Regions from separate parts of the Mus musculus genome. Here region 1 is linked to region 2. A link is a contact called in public Hi-C data. All regions are on one chromosome and are shown on one strand. Each heading gives the region's core, a stretch centred on a gene start, on an enhancer-like site or on the middle of the called end of the contact. The rest is flanking DNA. Distances are from core to core; before and after follow the strand shown. Region 1 overlaps Gabrb1 (gamma-aminobutyric acid (GABA) A receptor, subunit beta 1). Region 2 overlaps Gabra4 (gamma-aminobutyric acid (GABA) A receptor, subunit alpha 4).

Region 1 (3,804 bases), core at 956-3,455, 370 kb before region 2:
ATGAGTTCTCTTGATCTTTTTTTCCTTCCCTAGGATTCTGTAGGTAGGTCATCTAAATTCTACATATTCCATTTATGGATAATTACTGAATGAGTTAGAGAGCCTTGCACTAATGATTCATATAATCTTGCTATATGTAGTCATTGTTGGCTACAGCCCTCCTTTTGGTCTCTGTGTATTGCCTATGAGGAGTATCACAAAATTACATTGAGATGTAGTCAGAAGGTAGGAATAAAATTTGCATAGTGAAATATTTGACAGAGGACTATTTATATTAGCAAACCTTAAGAACCAGATTATTATTCTAAAACATATAAATAGTTAAAACTTGAACTATTTGGAAGAATGGATATTATAGAATATGGTAGGACAGTGTTCACTGTGACTGTTATGTTCCCAAATACTGAAAATAGAACACGTAGTTGAATATGCAAGCAACTGGATGTTTGTAGTGGATCAAATTTGTGATCCCTCTTTCTCTGAAATATGCAGCTGTTTAAAGTGAAATATAACAAATACTAATAACAGCGAAAGGAAATCTAAATTTCAAAGTCCTTCCAGTCTTGGAAATTTTACATATCAGGCAAAATAAGTTGTAAAGGTAAAAATTGCAACACAAAAAAATGGGAATAATCAATGAATGGTTTTACATGGCATACTTTAAGGGAAAGTCCTGGATACTCACTGTTTCATAGAGATGCTTACACTTAGAGCTCTAAGTCACGCCAGCCCAACTCTTCATTTTGCCACCACAAGGCTTCTCCTGCTGATTTAGAATCCAATATAAAGTGCAGTGCAGGTGCCAAGAGGATGAGTTGCATCCACAGAGAGTCTGAGTGATTCTGAGTCCTCCCTTTCCCAGGGTTAGGAACAGCACAGCTCCTTCACAGTAAGTGAACAAAGAGGGAGTCCTTGTGATTAGCTCCCATGTAGGCTACAGAATTGAGGAATGTTTCAAAAGTGAAAAAGAACTCCTCCTCTGTAGCTTCCGCTATTACATTTTGGGAAAAAAAGTCTTTGCTATTTAGAATTCCTATAAATAAAAATATTGGGGGGGGGGTGGTGGACTCAAGTTCTAGCCCCTCACTGACACCTGAGATCACAGAGCAGTCTCAAGTTTGCTTGGTATATTTCATTCTTTTCAATGTCTCCACCATGCCCTTCCCCTTACTGCTTCTGTCCCTTCTTGCAACTCCATGGAGACTATGTCTTAGAAAGAAGATATGGAATTGTCTATCCTCAAGTGGAGTTCTCAAAGATGTCTTTCACCATAAAGGCTGATGTGGTGGTCCCCTGGACTCTATCGATTCTACCATTTGAAGCACTTGGAACTAAACGTGCCTCCTGGGCAGAGGTCGACTAAACCGGGGAAGAGAGGCTCCACGTTGGATTGGCAGCCAATAGGCCTGATCAGAACCTCGCTCTTGGAGAAACAGGAATGCCAAATGAGGTAGGTTAATTGCACCAGCGTACTCATTAAAGTATGATTTGGTTCTTTGTAGACCCACGCTTGGAAACATGACCACCATATGATGATCTCCCATATTTGATGACATTCATCCATAATCTATGCTTACCCATGTAGTCTGACTTAAGAAATATGTTAGTTAAAAATTAAAATAGAGATACAGTATGTACATTACATAGGAATACAGATAGATATATGCTCATATATGTTTATTTCTTAATTTTCTCTATATTGTTTATCAGAAAAGGTGTTGAGGCAGGAAAAAATTATAAGATAATTGCATTTTCTCTTTTCAACTTAACTGCCTTTAAAGAGCAAGTAAAAAGAAACCCCCAAGTTTTATATATATACAAGGTCCTGCATAGGAGTGAGTTCTCATTCCTGTGTCAAGGCATGGGGGCGGGGGAGCTAATGAGTGTACAAACTGAAAAAACTTTAACCTTCTGAAACCAAGCATAGTTTATTGTGGGCTGAATCACCTTCAATTTTGTTCTGAGCTATAGGATAAACAGACCTTTCGATGTTCTTACTGAGTAGAAAGAGACCAAGATTCTGGTCAGCTATAGTTACCTTGGACTACCCAGGTGAAGCGGGTTAGTGCCTTTAACAATCTCTCGCCTATACTGAAAGGTTATTTTTGAAGACAAGGGGACTGAATGTTCCGTGTTCCCACCGTTGTCATGGAAACCTTTCAGCTAGCTGAATAGGTTAGCAGGATTTTATGTTCCCCATTTTGACAAATACAAGAAGACATGATCCCAGCTTTGCATCACTAATCAGGCGCTTCTGTTTTCCAGGCTTATGGCTCTTGATTAGTCATATTTTCTTAATGTTTTGTTGTTTTATTTATTTATTTTTTGCCACCCCCACTCCCTAACATAAATCAACAGGCAAGTTGTCTTTCAGAAATCATTTCCACTTTAAAAGCAGAGCCAAAATCGTGACTGGGCTGACCTTGTTGTGTGGGGACTCATACTGCTCACAGCTCTGAAAGGCTCCTGTAGATTAATTTAGGCTCCTGCTGAAGCTCTTCTGATTTCTACTGATTTTCAGTGGTTTCCTGGAGGTAAACTCACTTGCTAATAGGCAGGAATTATTCCTCATTTTAGCAACAACAGACAGCCAACACGGGCTTCTAAAGCACAGGTGAGATTCAGGAAAAAGGCATCCAAGGTTGAAACCAAAACAAGCTTGGTGCATGCGTGAATTCAGATCTAGCAAATAATGACTTTCCCATCTTATTTGAATCTAATCACCTTCCACATTTTTTCATTAATTTATTTAGTCAGTTTATATCCCAATCACACCTGCCTTCCTCTCATCCTAGTCTCGCCCTTACAAATTCCTCCCCCCCTGCCCTTATCTTTTCCTCCCCTCCTTAGAAAAGGGGAAGACTCCCTTGGGCACCACCCAGCTCTGGGATATCTAGTCGAAGCAGGACTAAGTGCATCCTCTTCCACAGAGGTCCAACTGGGCAATCCAGTGATGGCAGGCAACAGAATCATTGACAGCCTCTGCTCCAACTATTAGAGGACCCACGTGAAGACCAAGCTGCGTATCTGCTACAAATGTGTAGGGGATTTAGGTCCAGCCCCCGTGAGAGAACAAACTCCTAACAGTAGTAATGATACTCTTCTGTGCTTGCAGACAGGAGTCTACCATAACTGTCTCGTGAGAGGCTTCATCCAGCAGTGGATGGAAACAGATGGGGAGACCCACAGCCAAACATCAGGTGGAGCTCCAGGAGTCTTGTAGAAGAGTGGAGGATAGAATTGAGGGACCAGAGGGGTCAAGGACAGGAGACCTATAGAGTCAATAAAATGGGCCATGGGGGGCTCGCAGAGACTGAACCACCTCCATATTTTTTTCACAGGATATCAGTGGTTTAAGGGCAAGGGCAAGATGGAAAGGCAGTAACTGCACTGTGGACATAGGGATGAGCATTTTGGGTGGACTAGCTGAGGCTGGTCTTTGTTGGGTCCTCTACAAAGGACCTTTGTTGGGAGTCTGGTTGTAAAAGTCTGGGAAAGGAAGAGACAAGGCTGATGGGTAGTGTGTTGTGAAATGACAGCGTAGTAAAGTCGCAAAAACAGTGGGCTCTCTGTCTGCATGACTTGGGAAACTGCTCTTGTACTGAACTTCCATTACAAGAGGAACAGAAATACTGGTCCCATTTTCTTGTGCAGAGGGGGTAGAGTTAAATCCTGTACCTTGATCATCAGCTCCCATCTATGAAGTATGTGCCATAGGCATATTTAACAGGACAAAGCCTCTGGGGAGATGGAAAAATACAGAAAACGATAACAAGGCACAAAAGAACATGGGGAAGGAGGTGA
Region 2 (4,169 bases), core at 1,144-3,643:
GCTAATGGGGCTGTTCTAAAAATGGCACCAAGGAGGTTACCTATTATCCACAGAACAAGAATACATTTGGGGACTAAAATAGATTATAGTCAATGGGGACCTGAGCGGCTGACAGAAAGCTATTTTAGTATCCTCCAGCAATTCATAAGAAATAGAATTAGACTTTTATATAGGAATTCCTGTTTGTTTTTATGTTCATTAAAAATGAATTCCTTAGAATGTTTAATATTTCATCTGTATTACTTAAACTCTTTTCCCCACTATTTCTTTATGAGTTACGTTCATCTTTCAGAATTCCATAAATCATTCGATATTATATGTCTGTAATGAGTAATATTCATTGTAGCACGGCAAATTCATTTTGTCTAAAACATTACTGCAAATGTGTATAAGGAAATATATCAATACATCATTGAGTTTGAATATGTGTAGGCACAGTCTAGGCACATTTTTAATTGATCAAAATAGTTTTCTACATGTTTCTCAGAGCTGGAGCATATTAGAAAAAAATCTCAAGTAGCATGTAATGAATATGTGACTGTAATTGTTATTTTATAGTAGAGTTAATGGCAAAAATTACAGTTAATAGAGGATTCCAGAAACCCATGAGACAATTTAGAATAATTAAGTTTCACACCTAATTTTCTGATTGGTATTCAGTAATTTTGTAACTATTAAGACTGACTAGTCAGTCATACTTTTAGAAATCATAGCTGTTTCTGAGTTTCTTCTAAGAGAAGGATACACACACACACACACACACACACACACACACACTTATGGAAGATAAACCAATAGATAGTTACACTCTGTCTCACATACAGAGGAAGGGATAGTGGGAGGGGAGAAAAGGGGAGAGACTCTCGAATGCTTTTCTGTGCTATAGTGATTATATAAAACACTAGCAAATTGTTTTATAATTTAAGACAGAAAACATCAGGTTTTTATTCTCAGAAATTTTATTAGACTATTTTCCTCATTTAGGACAAATCTACGGAGTGGATTTTTGGCCATTTGTGAGGCAAGACAAGAACAGTGAAGTAAAAATTACTAACGTGAGGGGAGGGATCCTGAGGCACATTGTCTGGTCTTTGTCCTGAGAGACGCTTTGCTCACTAAGTGCTTTCAATTTTAGGGATGTTTTATGGAGCATGTAGGAGGTCCTAAAAGGGTTAATCCTGTTTGTTGTTCTGAATAAGAATATACAATGGACTCACATTAGCAAGAGGTTGGTATGAGCCCAAGTGTTCCATTCTGGCAAGAATACTCTTGCTTGGATTGTGGTTTTTTACTGATAGACCTGATTTAGAACCGTGTTGTGCAGCCGAAATCATTGTGCAGCTTCATCTCAGAAATTGCTACATGCAATAAAGCATTATGGATGTTTATTCTGGGCCGATCTGCCGGCACAGTAGAGTGCGCACAGTCACATACTCCCAGCTATGCAGGCAATGAGATGTAATTCCAAGCTCCCCCTTTCCACTAGCTCACCATAATGTTCCTCTCCAGTTGGAATGCTCTTCACAGCCTGATGACTGGGTTTACTCCTCTGTGTTCTCTCTTCATGGCATGAAGATCCTATTTGCTCTAGCTGAGGGTCTCCATGTTTATTATAATAGTTTGATAGATTTCTGAAGGATAAAAACAGTGCTGTTTGTGGTTAAAGTACTGATCGGACGCTCAGTGCAACTCTTATTGCTGAGTGTTCATGGTTCCAGCCTATCTAGATTCATGGGTAGAATATTTTGGAGTTCTGAGAACATTTTTTTCTGGGGCAGAGTTCTCTGGAAATACTGAGAGAAGGTAGTGGAATAAGATGATAAGGACACAACTTCAAATGGCTATACACAACACCCCTTGCAATACCCTATCACTGGATGTTACTATTTTCATTACACCGTAGGATAGTCAAGCTGAAAACTCAAGAATTGTTTGTGAGGCATTGGGGTAAAGATGTCTTTCGGGTGATTTTGATTCCAGCCACTTTTACTGCCATCAAGCAAGATACCCTGGAAGTTTTATAGCTCAGTCCTAGGATCTCACGGGCTGCTGTTTTCCTGCCCACTGTTCTGGGGTCATTGGGTATGCTGTCCTCTATGAGGCAGTCTGTCCTAATCAACTCACCTGTACCCAGGTGCAAACACTGTGCCTGCCTTTTGCTAATTAGCATGTCCACCAGTATCTTAAAATTGACCAATTCTTTTTTTTCCCTCTTCGAGACACAGCAGGTGCTCCGTAAGTGCCTGCTGATTTTCTTTCCTTTTATCCTGCCTTTTCATCCTCTGTCCTTCTACAGTCCTCTTCCTTTCCTTCATCTCCCTTTGCTTCCCTTCTTTTCCACTGACATTCAACTGAGTGCAGCTGCTTTGGTGGTAGGCCATTTCAAACTGGAATATTTTAGTGCCAGGTGTGGATTTAATTGGACTTTTACTTAGAACACAGGCAGACAGTATTCAGGATGCCCTCCACCCCCAGTAAAAACTGCTGAATCACCGGTTCCAAAATCAGTGTAAAATATGTTCAGACCGTCCAAAAGCGGCATTTGTAATGCGATCCAGTGCCTTGGGGGAATGGGGTAAACAAAATTTTTAAAACAGAATGTTTCCATCAGTTCACGGTGAACACAATCTGCATTTCGCTCAGGCGAAAAATATCTTAAAAAGCTAGATAAAGGAAACGAAGGCATGAGCAACATGTTATTTGTAGGAATGACATACATTATCTCCTTGGCAACTGCAGGGTGGCATGCAATTTGGCAATCTGTGTTGTGTCATCTTGGATCCCTGGAAGTCACTGTTTCCTACAGAAACAAAGGAAAGAACAACATGAGAAAGACAAAAAAAATACTGATTTCAGTCTGCTAGAAAGGTACTTTTAAACCAAGGGACCAGCAGCCTTTCAAAGTATAACAAGAACTCAAAATGGCATTGCATTTTCTCTTATTAATTTCACAAGACTTTATAATCTGATTAAGTTTGGTTTCCTCTGATGGCTCTTTAATCATGCTTTGTGATGAAATGATAGCTTATGCCATGTATGTGGTCCTCTCAGCACTGCCAAAGGCTCTCATGCTTGTGCAAATTCATTTGTTCAGTCTTTCAAGAAATGTTTGTTGGATGCTTTGTTTGTGCCAGGTTCCATGCAAGGTATCAGGCTGTTTGGACTTCTTTTTATATATTACAACCATCCTCTCATGCCCACGGGATGTTGGCCATTGCTTTATTGGATGTGAGTCAACACTTTACCAAGCATCCACTTAGTTTCAGCTTTGAGACCCTGTTACATAAGAAGCTAAAATTTAGCAAACCACGAACCGTAGGACTTTCATAGCACTCCGTGGAATACAAAACAGTTCTCATGATGCTCTTTCTTTGGTCAGTGATTTCTGGGATCTTCCAGAGATGCCGTCAGCTAGTTTTTACCAGTAGCTTCAGAATAAATAGCTTCAAAATACAAAATAATAGTGACTGGTATCCAATATAATTTCATGTGTCAGGTAGTTTGTCAGGACTGAAATGGAATATTTTAAGCAAGGGGGATGCGGGTTGCAATGCAGAAAACCACAGTCTGAACATTTTCACTTCCATGGGATTCAAGGAAGTATTAACATTACACAGTGAAGCGAAGAGATCTTAAGGGACTAGAATGGGATGGCTTGATCACAGCCTGAAGATGATACCACTGCTTGCAGGAAATTAAAGCATCCTCTACTTGTTACTAGAATCACTGTAGATTACTGGAAGTCTTCACCTCCGCCCTTGAAATTCTGTGGGAAATAAGGATTGGGGGTTAATTAGTATTGGCAGTAGGGTTCAAAATTCAGTTCTCCACAGTGATGATGCTGCATCTTTCCAACTGCCTAGTGTCTAGCAAATTGCTTCTAGTGTTTATTCTCCATCCATTTTCAATTTTATCACAACAGAAAGTGAGGCATTTCTTCACATTGCTGGAGCCTATTAACAAATGACTTAAAGACAGTCTGCAAATGTCTACCAAGTCTCCTGAAATTGCCTGAAGGTTGACTTTCCTAGTAATTCAGGTGCTTTTCTACCTCTGAGGAAAAGTCACATGTCTCATTTTATAATTTCCACGTTAAAATAACAACTATATTTTGTTTCCTATAATTTCCTCCCATAGGGTCATATTTTACTATGTCCTTCCTGAGAGCA

Evidence for each region. Hi-C and Micro-C count contacts between places; a contact is called where the count stands out from the background.
Region 1: a Hi-C map of cortical neurons shows a contact between it and region 2, with 4 times the contacts expected there. The contact joins two enhancer-like sites. A contact is called at or near these places in 3 of 484 Hi-C or Micro-C datasets (cerebral cortex and cortical neurons).

What each region holds. Positions count from the first base shown.
Region 1 is chr5:71,968,977-71,972,780 of GRCm38.p6, reverse strand. All of the region lies in intron 4 of Gabrb1 (gamma-aminobutyric acid (GABA) A receptor, subunit beta 1), which reads right to left. Among named protein-coding and RNA genes, the nearest start is that of Commd8, 200 kb to the left of the region's middle. Within about 2 kb of position 2,205, at least 20 of the 459 cell types and tissues checked have an H3K27ac peak or open chromatin away from gene starts, as enhancers often do. A contact at or near this core is called in cortical neurons, where this site is marked.
Region 2 is chr5:71,602,890-71,607,058 of GRCm38.p6, reverse strand. The region is part of intron 8 of Gabra4 (gamma-aminobutyric acid (GABA) A receptor, subunit alpha 4); the gene reads left to right. Among named protein-coding and RNA genes, the nearest start is that of Gabra4, 53 kb to the left of the region's middle. Within about 2 kb of position 2,393, at least 12 of the 459 cell types and tissues checked have an H3K27ac peak or open chromatin away from gene starts, as enhancers often do. A contact at or near this core is called in cortical neurons, where this site is marked.